2 separate regions of the Capra hircus genome follow, and region 1 is linked to region 2. The links are chromatin contacts, called in public Hi-C maps. All regions are on one chromosome and are shown on one strand. The core of a region is the stretch at or near the end of the contact, and the rest is flanking DNA. Distances in the headings are between cores, read along the strand shown.

Evidence for each region. Hi-C and Micro-C count contacts between places; a contact is called where the count stands out from the background.
Region 1: a Hi-C map of blood shows a contact between it and region 2, with 3 times the contacts expected there. The contact joins two enhancer-like sites. A contact is called at or near these places in 2 of 5 Hi-C or Micro-C datasets (both in blood).

What each region holds. Positions count from the first base shown.
Region 1 is chr25:38,779,110-38,785,635 of ARS1.2, reverse strand. No RefSeq gene overlaps it. Among named protein-coding and RNA genes, the nearest start is that of OCM2, 30 kb to the left of the region's middle. Within about 2 kb of position 4,280, at least 1 of the 5 cell types and tissues checked has an H3K27ac peak or open chromatin away from gene starts, as enhancers often do.
Region 2 is chr25:38,696,236-38,702,787 of ARS1.2, reverse strand. LMTK2 (serine/threonine-protein kinase LMTK2) reads left to right here. Exons shown (of 14, transcript XM_018040576.1): 7 at 3,031-3,167. Among named protein-coding and RNA genes, the nearest start is that of BHLHA15, 31 kb to the right of the region's middle. Within about 2 kb of position 1,252, at least 1 of the 5 cell types and tissues checked has an H3K27ac peak or open chromatin away from gene starts, as enhancers often do.

The DNA of each region.
Region 1 (6,526 bases), core at 3,031-5,530, 80 kb before region 2:
AGCCACCAGCCCACTGCAGGGCTCCTCACAGGATCACCCTTCACGGTAGGCGGCCGTCCTGTGCACGGAGGGTGTCTAACAGCACCCCTGGCCTCTATCCACCAGGTGCCCAGAGCAGCCCTCCCCCCAAGTTGTGACAACTAGAGGCGTCTCCAGGTCGGGTGACATCACCCCTGCTTGAGAATCACAGCCCTGCTTACAGGCTTGGGTCTGGAGAAATTAAAGATCTTGAAATATGTTAGACTGGGGCTTCTATAAAAATAATGATAGTGTTAATAATAAATGAGGGTCACGTTGGGGAATTCTCACCTAAGTGCTTTTCTCTGGTGAAGCCGCTCTTGTCCTGACTCCCTGACAGCATCAGGGTTCTTGCTGGATAAGCCCTCCTGGCAAAAGAAGTCTTTGTGATTAAGGCTGCCAGATTCTGAAAAAGACTACAGAGACCCTTAAGGGTTATTTTTTCTTTAACTTGAGGTGTGGCCCAACTTTAAATCAGTGCCCTCGGCCCTTATTTGCTATCCCCATGAAAATTCCTTATAGGCAGGTAACGGGTGTGTGTGTTGAGATGAAATTCACACGACATAATGTTAATCATTTAAAAGTGAACAATTCAGTGGAATCAAGCATACTCACAATGTTGTACAGCCACCGCTCTATTTCCAGAACACTTTCATCACCCTGAAAAGGAAACCCCATACCAATAAACCATTGCTCCTCACTCTCCCCCTTCTTTCTTCCCTGACAACCGCCAATCTACTTTCTCTTTATAGATTGGCCTGTTCTTAATGTAGCATATACATGGAATTTTAGAATATTTGTCCTTTTGTATCTGGCTTATTTCATTGAGCATAATGTTTTCAAGCTTCATCTATGTTGTAGCACCTGTATTTCATTCCTTTTCATGGTCAAGTAATATTCCAGGATGTGTCCATTCATCCAGGGGTGGGCGTTTAGTTATCTCTGCCTTCAAGTTACTGTGAATAATGCCGCTCTAACCGCACCGGTGGCTGTGAAGGGATTTGGTGTTTTTGCAGGATGTGTGTGGACTCCCAGGTGGCGCTGGTGGTAAAGAACCCGCCTGCCAGAGCAGGAGACATACAAGACTTGGGTTCGACCCCTGGGTGGGGAAGATCCCCTGGAGGAGGGCATGGCGACCCACTCCAATGTTCATGCCTAAAAGATCCCATGGATGGAGGAGCCTGGCAGTCCATGGTTCATAGGGTCACAAAGAGTCAGACATGACTAAAGTCACTTAGCTCTCACGCGTGTATTTGGCATATAATCGTTATAGAAAGTGAACGTGAAAGCGTTGGTCTGTCTGTCCTGTGCGATTCTACAGTCTCTCAGCTGTGTCCGACTCTTTGCAACCCCACGAACTATAGCTCGTTAGGCTCCTCTGTCCACGGAATTCTCCAGGCAAGAATACTGGAGTGGGTAGCCATGCCCTTCTCCAGGGGATCTTCCCGATTCAGGGATCAAACCCGGGTCTCCTTAATTCAGGCAGATTCTGTACCATCTGAGGCACTCATATCAAATATCCTTTTCTAGAGGAGCCAAGATATCCACGTCTAGAAATAGTCATCACAAATAGACTTTTTTATTTATAGACTATAGGTGTTTTTGGTTGCTAATGGCAACTGAAGCAATATTTCAGATTTACAGACCTGGCCACAGATAGCAACAGAAGAGTCTCATTTCCTTTCCCAGAATATAAACTTTCTCTGATTCACAAAGAAGTCTCAATGAAAAATGTCAAAATTAATAACAATAATATCCAGAAGTTACTGAGCGGTTAACCACATGTCAGACTGTGGGCTCTGTTGTATGAAACAGCTTCTATTTTTATCTCTGTCTTACACACGAACTCTCTAAAGCTGAATGGCTATTAAATGGGAAGTAAACGGCTGTTTGGTGTCCTGGGGTTCATAAGTGGCCAAGCAGAGAGTGAGGCTGGGCATACTGAGCCCAGGACCTGTGCTCTTACCCAGGACCCTGTGCCGTCTCTGGAGGTGATCGCTCCCTTTGAATCCCGGATGCTGCGGGAGGAGCTGTGGTCTCCGGGCCAGCAGCAGAGTCTGGAAGCCCTGCGATGGCCATGGGGAAACCAGCCCCCTCTGAGCCTCAGTTTCCTCATCTGAAAGCAAGAAGACTGGACTGAGTGCTTAAGGCCCAGCTGCTCTGACACCCCAGGACCCCTCGTCTTGGGGAAGAGGGCAGACCCCTCACCTTTGCCCATGGAAAACAGCCTCCATGGCCTTTGGGAAGACAGTATTGGTCATCGGCATGGCTGGGCCGAGAAATAACCAGCAAGAGGGAGTCTCCTTGTTCCAGACTGTTTTGTCTCCAGTCTCCCTCTGCGAACACTTGAAATCAAAATCGGGCCTGGGAGTTTGGAGTCTGGGGGTGAGGGAGGTGTCCTCAGAAAAGAACCCCACATTTGGGGCCTGGCCCAGTGCTGACCCACCCACACGTGGGCTGGGGACAGGACATGCCCTCTTGCCCACCAGCCCCGGGGCTGACTGGCACTGCCTGCCTGCCAGCGGGACCCCACAGACGCTGAATCCAGCCCAGCACCAAGCCTGGAATCCGGATCTGCTGGTCGGCAGATGCGTTCTGTTTAATCAAGAAAAGTGGATCCCTGGACCCTGCCGCCACCACGCTGAGCTAATGCTTTGGAAAGAGGTGTAGGGTTTGCAGCCACGGAGGACGTAAGGGAGAGCCTTTCTGCCTTGTCACTGTGACTCTTCCCCGAGGAAGCCAGAAATAGCCGTGGTGGGGCCGGGGTTCTGCCTGGGAAGGGCTTCCCCTCAGAGAGCAGGTGACAGTGCGGCCTTTCTGTGGAACTCAAAAGCCCTTATCTAATTAACAGGTCAGAGAACCTATAAATCTCTTTTATGACGGGCCAAGGCAAGTCCTCTATGGTGAACTAACCCATCCCCTTGGGAGCAGGATGACGCAGGCAGGAATCAATAAAAATAGATGCCCGGGATGCGGGTGGGGTCCTGGGCGAGTCCCAGCCCCTCTCTGGAGCTACTTCAGGCTACTTGATATGTGACGTTTCAAATTTTCACATGGAGAGGGTATTATGTGTAAGCTGTGTATTTCTTAGGTAATTAAATCTTAATTTTTGAATCTTAAAATTTAAAAGACCACTCAATTGGAAACCACCATGGTTTTTCTCCTACAGACCTTAGGAATGTCCTCATCTGCATATTATTATTTTGCTCTCAAATTGAGTTTGTTTTCCCTGTTTTGTTTTCCTCATAGCTGTTATGTCTTTGAAATTATCTTAGGCATCGGTTTACTTTGAGGGGCGTGGGGAGTCTATCTCCACTTGTTAAAATGTAACAGTAATAAAGTCATATAGGAGAGAATATTCTTTTAATATCCCCATCTTATAGATGAGGACACTGAGGCTCAGCGAGGTGAAAAGGTTTGCTCAAGGCTGCTGACTGTAGGATCTGGCTCTTAACCGTCAGCCATGCCATCGCCGGGACCAGCTTGCTGGTCCTAAGGGCAGAGTTCACGGCTAAGGGATCTTTCAGGGCAAGTTTGCTGACGGCCTTATGGGCACATGGTACTGAAGGGGAAACTGTGGTCCACAGGTGCTGTTCCTGTCAGTTCATCCCTAGGGTCTGGCCTGAAAGAGGCTGCTGAGCCCACCGAGAAAAGGCCCCTCAGAGATGCTCAGCACCTGCCCTCACACCCCGCCCCCAGCCTCAGTTCTCCAATTAGTCCCCACCCTCCAGGGACTTGACAGCAGAAATCACTTGTCCCCCTGTGTCTGGCAGCACAAACTTGGCCTCCAGGCTCCTCCTGGAGAAAGGTGGAGAGATTCTGCAGGCTCACCTTTGGGTACCCCTGGATGGGGCACTCCGGGTGACCAGGAAGCAGAGTGCCGCCTCCTGCAGGATTTCCCACCGTCATGCACCTTCGGCTGAGCCGGTGCAGAGACCCCGGGCCTGGCATTCAAAGGGGACCCGTGGCAGCAGGACCTGCCAAGCCATCACCTCTCGCTATTTTTATCTTGAGGGAATGCACCTGATATTTGCAAACAAACCTGGAAAAGTGTCTAAATCTGGGGAAGATGCTTAGCCAGATCAGATTTCTCATGATTTAAGCAGAAAGTTTAAACTTCTCCTTAAGCCCAGAGCCAAGGACAAAGGACAAAGTGCTGGGCTGCGCCCCAGGATGCAGGCTGAGCCAAGAGACGAGCAGGCAGCAGGGGGAGCAGAGAGGCTCTGAAATGTGCTAACTTGCCCCCGCTGCGAGCAGACAGACGGTGCCTGGGACAGGGCCTGCCTGCCAGCGTCGGCGGGACAAACAGGTCCTGTGCCTGGCAGCTCAGGTTTTGTTTCGGGAGCAAAGGAACAGAAACAGTGTAGACTCGGATGCTGAAAAGAGGAAACGAGAGTGGGATTCCCTGGTTTGTTCCCTCCCTGTCAGTGGAGGGGGTCTTGTCTCCTGGGCTCTTGGGGACCCTCAATGATGTTGACCCCAAAGCTGCTGACTGACCCTCAGGTTGGCAGATCTCCAGATTTCCCCCCAAACTGATGAAAGGAAATCTTGTGCTCAATTTTTTTCTTGAAGTTCAGTAGTGTTTCTGTATTTTAATTAAATTTTTTTCTTCATTGTGTTAAAATACGCGTGCCATAAAATTGACCATCCTAACCATTTTCACGTGTACCATTCGGTCGCATGAAGTTCATTCACGTTGTGCAGTCATCACTACCATCCATTCCCATAACACTTGTGTCAATACAGCTGAGACTATCCCTGTTACACACTAACTCCCTTCCCTCCCCTGCCCCGACCCTGCAACCACCATTCCACTTCCTGTCTCTGTGAATTTGACGACTGCAGGTGAATCGCACAGAATTTGTCCTTTTGTGACTGGTTTCTTTCACTCTGCACAGTGTCCTCAAAAGTTCATCCATGTCATGAAAGTGAAACTGAAGTCGCTCAGTCGTGTCCGACTCTTTGCAACCCTGTGGACTGTAGCCCACCAGGCTCCTCCGTCCATGGGATTCTCCAGCAAGAATACTGGAGTGGGTTGTCATTTCCTTCTCCAGGGGATCTTCCCGACCCAGGGATCGAACCCAGGTCTCCAGCATTGCAGGCAGACGCTTTAACCTCTGAGCCACCAGGGAAGCCCATGAAAGCCCATCCGTGTTGTAGCAGGTGTCAGAATTTCCCCGACCCAGGGATCGAACCTGTGTCTCCACATCTCCTGTGTTGGAGGCGGGTTCTTTACCAGCTGAACCATTAGGGAAGCCCCAGCACCTCAGTTTTGGGGTGAAGATGTCCTGGAGGAGGGAATGGCAACCCACTCCAGTATAGCACACAGATGCTGTCATACTGGATGGCTCAGAGTTAGACCCTCAAAACAAGCGTGTAAACGTTGGTGTTACTCACCTGTTTTACAGATAGAGAAACAAAGCCTCTGAGGGATTAAGTCACCTGCCCCGGGGTCATTGAATTGCATTCCCTTGTTACAGCCTTTTGCTTATTTATTCATCTGCCATGAACTCTTGTATTGCTTCCCCATTTTAGCTGTTGTGAATAATGCTGCTGTGAATATTGGTGGGAAAATCTCTCTTCAGACCCTGCTTTCAATTCTTTTGCATGTATACCCAGAAATGAAATTGCTGGATCGTATGGTAATTCTATTTTTAGTTTTTTGAGGAAACATCCTCTTGTTTTCCACAGCAGCTTCATCATTTTACATTCCCAACACAGGGCACCAGGGTTCTAATTTTCCCACATACTCATCAGCACTTGTCATTGTCTTTTTTTTTTTTTTTAATGTAGTAGACACCCTCTGGGTGTGAAGTGGTATCTCATTGAGGTTTTTATTTGCATTTCTCTAATGATTAGAGCTGAAACTCCAGTACTTTGGCCACCTCATGCGAAGAGTTGACTCATTGGAAAAGACTCTGATGCTGGGAGGGATTGGGGGCAGGAGGAGAAGGGGACGACAGAGGATGAGATGGCTGGATGGCATCACTGACTCGATGGACGTGAGTCTGAGTGAACTCCGGGAGTTGGTGATGGACAGGGAGGCCTGGCCTGCTGCGATTCATGGGGTCGCAGAGTCGGACACGACTGAGCGACTGAACTGAACTGAATGATTAGACATATTAAACATCTTTTCCTGTTAACCATTTGTATATCTTCTTTGGAAAAATGTTGACCTGAATCCTTTGCGTGTTATTAATCATATCATTATATGAATGTTAGGACCAAACTGAAGCCAGGACAGGCTCTAAGGGGCAGGCTAGGCCTGAGAAAAGCTGAGGCTCTGGGAACTCCCACAAGCAGTGTAGCTAGACCAATTAGAAAGATTCCCGTAGCCCCCGCCCACGCCAGACCCGAGCCAATCCAGATAGGGATGCGAGGTTTAAAAGTCCCGCGCGGGCTTACGGTTTAACCAATCAGCTATGCTGTTACAGAAACAAAGAACCGTCTGTATAAAAGTATATGTGATTCAGAGCTCGGGGCCCTTGTCGGATTCCACTGTGCTGGA
Region 2 (6,552 bases), core at 3-2,502:
GTAATAATCCCAGTGGGCTCACTCAGCATCATTAAAGCGTAAGCCAGATGCCTACACTTCACAGCTTCATCCGTTCTGGATAGAATGGATCCATTTTAGCAGGTATAGAAACATCTTTGCTGTAGTTGAAGATCTTACGCTGATTTTTCTTTAGCACGGTGGTGCCAGGAGAGCGCTGGGGTTCTTTCTAGAACATAGAAGTAGCCCTGGGCCCCTCCCAGCCTGTCGCAGGTCTTGTCCGGGAGAAGCTGATCTGCTCCTCAGGAACCGCTGATGTTGACTCCGCAGGTTAGAGACGTGTTTGCCCGGGCTGTGCTCACCCTCCCCCTCTCCTCCCCACCCCAGGGCAGGTGGGGAGAGACTGAGTTTTTGCCAAGCTGGAAACCTTCAGAGCTGAAGCAAAATCTCCTTCTGTTTATTATACTTTATCTCCTGGTGAAATTTGGGGAGTGGCCTATTGTGAAGAGAAGATAACTTAAGAACAGTGAGTGGTAAGGAATATACTTTAGGTAACCTTGAAAAACAGCTACACCCACTCCGCCATTCCTGCCTTCATGGCCAAAATCACTCGGGAAGTGTTTGCTGTTGGCCAGCAGCTCCTGTTTGCTTTGAGAATCAGCCAGACGCAGAACAGCATAGTCCTACTTTTGTGTGAGGGTAGTTTTTTCCTTAGATGGACATTGAAGGAAGGGGGTTAGGCAGATGCCTTTTAAGTTGTCATTTCACTGGTAAGGTGAACAAACTTCAGCTCTCTGTTCTCATATTTCGTTTCCGTGTGGGCTACCTTATGAAAATCCCATGAGCCTGTAGGCCCCATGCTTTCTGCTGGAGTTTTTCTGGGCTAATTTAATTGTCACCCATAGTAAAGTGAACTCGCTCAGTCATGTCTGACTCTATGTGACCCCACGGACTGTAGCCTACCAGGCTCCTCCCTCCATGGGATTCTCCAGGCAAGAGTCCTGGAGTGGGTTGCCATTTCCTTCTCCAGGGGATCTTCCCAACCCAGGGGTTGAACCTAGGTCTCCCACATTCCAGGCAGACACTTTAACCTCTGAGCCGCCAGGGAAGCCCTTATTCCCACCACTTCTGCGCTGGACAGAGCCTAGCCTGGGTGAAGGTGGGTTGGGGTGGTGAGGAGACTGTATTTTTCTTAACGGGGAAGCGTGTTTCCGGTCTGGAGCAGCTTGTAGTTGTGCGGGGGTGCGGAAGGGGAAAGGCCGTGTTTGCAGAGAAGCAGGAGCACGGCGGTGGGGGTGAGCACCCAGCCTGGTCCGGGGCGGCCGCTCCATGGTGGAGCAGCCCGCTGAGTCGGGGAGAGTCCTAGAGAGCGTGTGGTCGACTCTGGTCGACTTGACGTTCATTCTTGTAAGATAACTGATTTGCTCTGCATACTAATTGGATTCACTCACCAAACAGAATTTTCTTGGCAGGTAAACCGAAGAGTGGACGTGCAGGCCCATTGTTTGTTAGCTCTGTGACCTTGGGCAAAGCTCTCACCCTCCCTAAGCCTCTTCCACGTCCGGAAAGTGGTTCGAATTGTGAGAGTTATTTGCGGTAACAGGTGCAGAAACTCCCAGCACAGTGCTTGGCTCCTGCTTGAAAGCCCAGATGGTAACAGTTATTGACACCAGTGTTGCTGTTGTTCATTCGCCACGTCGTGTCCGACTCTCTGCAACCCCACAGACTGCAGCACGCCAGGCCTCCCGTCCCTCACCCTCTACCAGAGTTTGCCCAAGTTCATGTCCGTTGAATCGGTGATGCCATCCAACCATCTCATCCTCTGTCACCCTCTTCTCTTTCTGCCTTCAATCTTTCCCAGCCATGAGAACCCCATGACACCAACATCATCGTCCATATAAAGATCAATGAAACTGGGAATGAAAGCAAATTCAGGTTCTTGGTGTGGACTTGATGTTGCCTTGGAACACACGTAGTGTTGAGTGTGGGCAAAGGCAGCAGAGGAAGGCTGTTCTCAAGTCTGATTTGAGAGGTTTGATCAGTTTGCTGTCTTCTGTAGCCATCCTTAGGAAGGTATTCGATTCTTTTAATCGGTCAAGGAATTTTCTTCTTCGGGCATCTTTTTTGACTCACATTAAAAAAAACTGAAAACTTTTGACTTGCTTTTTCTAAATTTTATTAACTGATTATATATAAAGCTTTACCTTGGAATTATATTACATCAATAAATACTTAATCATGTGGTGAGCAGAACATGGAAGATTGCCTCAGAGGTGTATTTCCCCAAAGAGATACACGGTAAATTCCCCAGGACATACCACCTTGAGAGTCAGGAAATAGAAACCGAGAAAGGTGTGTGTGTATTGTGGGGGGCGGAGTGGGGGTTCCTTCGAGAGTACCCGGGACATTGAAACACCTGTGTGCTGGGGTCTAAGTGTGAATTTGTTCAATTTCCTGTCCTTTGAACAGACTTAATTAGAGTCACATCATGAATGTTTCTGAAGTGGCCTTAGTGTTCTTTTTCACAGGGGCTGTGGGGGAGCCGGCAAAGAATTGAAGCCATTACCGGCCCTCGAAAATGCTTTTTCTTCCTTTTCCATCCATTTTTCTTTCTTTCCTTCCCTCTGTGTTGTTCCTGAAAGCTACTGTGATGTGACCTCCCCTGGAATCCTTGAAGGTGGTGTGAATGGCCCCTCTTGTTTACTCTCCATCATCTTCTTTCAGTGACCTGGAAATTTCTGTACATCTACACTAAATGTGAATTGTGTCAGTGTAAAATTATCTTTAATTTATTATTATTATTTTTTAGCCATTGTTATCCATGTGTTTCTATAACAAAGGTAAACTAATGTTGAATTTAGAATGATCCTAAAAGAAGAAGGACATTTTCTCAAGCTTTGAAGTATTTGGTTGGAATTGCTGTTTTTGTAATTTTAAATGTGTTCAGTAAGATTCTTAATTAAGCTCAAATCTGAGTAATTTCCAAGAAGTCACATCAGCATCTCTGTCAGCTGAGATGCCCGTCTGTCCCCCCGGTCCTCTCTGGAAACTGACCTGGGCTGGTTCTCACAGGGCGACCTGAAGGCTTACCTGCGTGGCGGCGAGCCGGAGCCGGCGCGGGGGGACGCGCAGACCATGCTGCTGCAGAGGCTGGCGTGCGAGATCGCAGCGGGGCTGGCGGCCATGCACAAGCGGCACTTCCTGCACAGGTGGGTCCCTCCGCTCGCACGCCTCCCCCACACCCACCCCCAAACGTGGCACCGGCTCTGCCGGAAGCCCAAGGAGGACTAGCTGTGGGTGTGAACTTTCGATTTATAAACAAGATGTCCCCTCCTGCCCAGGGTCAGAACAAGGGTCGAGCTGGGCTCCGTCTAAACCAGCACCAGGGAACAGAGTGCCTGAATACAGCATGAGGCCTAGAGGGTATTGCCAGAATCTCCAAGCACGCGAAAGGGTGTGATGCTCAGAGTCGAGACTGAGCAGTTCCGGTCTGCCTTCCAGACCCCTGCCTCAGCATCCCCCTCGAGTCAGCCTCAGGCTCCGCCTCCACCCGCTGGGTGCCATTGTCACATTGTGGCCCTCTCCGGTTCTGGAGGAGGGCTCTGAGGGTCTGATGTCTTCTTCTGATAGAAGGTCCCAGTGTCGGCCTCTAGTCGGCACTCCGAGAGGCCACTGTGACTGGTCGGGGGTGCTGGGGTTGGTGTGAGCAGCCCTGGGGTCGGGGTAATGCATCTCTCCAGACCTTTTTGGTCCCACTTGAACAGTCACAGCTCTCAGAGCGCGTCGTAGTTTGTTCAGATCATCCACATAATTGTTTTAATTAGGATGGCAAAGGGCTTTGAGTCCTGAGATGATGATTCTTTAAACTCAGAAAGAGACTCCTGTTTGTTCTCCTCCAGGCTTTTCAGCTCTGATTTGTGTTTGAAATGTTTTCTCAGGTCTCTGGACAAATTGGGCAGAGTGTGTGTGTGTGTGTGTGTGCACGCGCGCGCCCGCGTGTGCATGTATGCATGCATGCTCAGTCATGTCTGACTCCTGCGTGCTAAGTGTGTGTGTATGCACGTGTGCGTGCATGCATGTACACTCAGTCATGTCCGAGCACCGCACGCCCCCTCCCCCTGACCCCAGGCTCCTCCATCTGAATACTGAAGTGGGTTGCCATTTCCTCGTCCAGGGGATTTTTCTGACCCAGGGATTGAACCCATGTCTCCTGAGTCTCCTGCATTGTCAGGTGGGTTCTTTACCACTGAGCTGTCTCTTTAGTTGACTTTAATTAAATCATTTTACTCTTAACAACCAAAAGACCTGAAAAGGAATACATGTGTGTACTGACGTGGGGACACAGGTTGCACAGGTTGTGTATTTTATATACACACATATATAAAATGTTTTTAAAATACGACACCATTAAAAAGAGAAAATGCTTACATCTGCGGAGGTTTGTGTGAGTCTGTGTGTGTGTGTGTGTGAACAGATATGGAAAAATACCTATCACATTCTCAACATTACTTCAGGGTAGGAAGAAGGAAAATTAACTCTCTTATTACATATCTATCTTGTTTGATTTGCACAGTGAGCAGATCATTCTGATAAGGTGCTTTTTAAGAGACCTGAAAGAATTATGAATTTCTTTAGGCCGAAGTCAGAAACCCTTACACAAAACTTCAAAATATAAAGATCTATTTGTTTTATAATGGAAAAACCTTATATTTTGTTTTTTTCCCTCATAACAGATTAATACCCAGCATATTTGTATTGTTACTCTTTTATAAAACACAAGTGATTATTACCTAAATACTTGGTGTAGGAATTTTTAGATTTTGGAGAATGGAGCATTTTCAGAGAAGATCACATCAGAATCAGCAACATGAAGTTATCAAAGACAACTGGAAATTGTTTAAAGCCCAAGTTGGTTTCTATGATTATATTTTAAAAATTGGCAAAGTAAATGTTACCTTCCTGTGAGTTTCTTTAGGTTAAAGTTTTACTTACTTTAGAATCTAGTTTCAAACAAATGAAGATGATAAATTAACTCACATGATTTGGATGTAATTCAGGTACATAAACTCAAGGTAAAAAAAATTCCTGAAACCATTGACAGCTGTTTCATCTTATTGTAAAAAGTAGCCGCGTCTTATGTGGTTTTGTGTGCTTTGTTTTTCGGTGGTAGCACACCACAGTGGCATTTTATAAAGCTGAAGCAGAGTTGACTCGCAGTGCTGTGTTCCAGATGTGCCGCAGAGTGGCTCAGTGACATACACGCTTTCCGATTATTTGTCATCCTGGGTTGTTATAAGATACTGAGTACATAATAGCATGGTTTTAAGGTGAACTTTGGAATATTTATTTGTTGACTCAAAGTCGAACTTTCTATGTTGGATGGAGATAGAACTTCCCATGCATCGAACTGGAAGCTGATCTAGTAAGGCGCTCCCAGTTAATTTTTATTTGTACTTATTGTCTAAGAGGAGACTTAAGCCTGGGTCTTGGGCAGGCTGCATTTCTGTAGTCAGAAACGTGACGGCCGCGCAGGCCACGTAAACAGCAGGCGCTGCCAGTGTGTCATGCTCCGCACCTTCCTGACCTGCTGGCCAAGCACCTGGGACTTCCTGTGCCCGGCCTGTCAGTCTTCCTGGAGGAGCAGGAAGAAGCCACCAGGCCACTGTGATGAGTAAGGGCACAGGGCATCCAGCGGGCAGCGTGGGCGTGTCTCTTATAGCTGGAGACCCACGTGACCGTGGCCTTAAGGTGTACCCAGGTAGCACTGTGCATGAAAGGACCTCCTGAGGGACGTCCCTGACGGTCCAGTGGTTAGGACGCAGCACTTCCACTGCAGGGGTGCAGGTGCGATTCCTGGTCGGGAAACTAGGATCCCACATGCTGTGTGGCGCGGCCAAAACAACACACAAGCCCTCTTTAGGATTTTCCCAGTTTAAAGTTAAAAGTCACTTTCTGCTGAGAAACACTGAGGTTAGTAAGTCCTCCAGCCCTCAGAGTGTGGGTGTCCAGTGTTACAGGAGCCCAGCATCTGTAGAACCCAGTTTATGGGTTAGGTGTGTGTGAGAGGGTCAGGGAGTACTGGCCATAGGCCTGGGTTGTAGGCCTTGTCTGTGCTGTGTCGCAGAAGAGAAGCGTGGTGCAGGCGGACCTAATGAGCAGGGGCGAAAGCTGTCGGGACGCTGAATGAGCCCAGTTGCCTCTTTGTGCTGCGTCTGAATCCCCTGGCCTCGCTCTGCCGCTGCCTCTGAGCGCTGCAGCCACCTTCCAGTGGGAAGCGGCAGTCTCTTCACAGCCCACATGGGGGTTGGTTTTTACGCCGTGGTGGCTGCTGGCGGCAGGTTGGTACAGTGAGCTGAAGCTATTAAGTGGCCTCTCCTTCCTTAATCCTCTGAGCCGGTTTCTTCCCTGAAATCGGGTAATCTTGCCCTGAAGTGCTTTTGTCAGGATTACATAAGATAATGTGGGCCGCGCCCTGGAAGAGTATTCAGTAATGTTAGGTTGCTCTTTTGATCAGGAATTCGGGTTCCTGGGAAAGCCTTGGTGGGTAATATTAATTAAATAGAGGACAGAGTGGTTTTGAAAACGGCTGCAGCC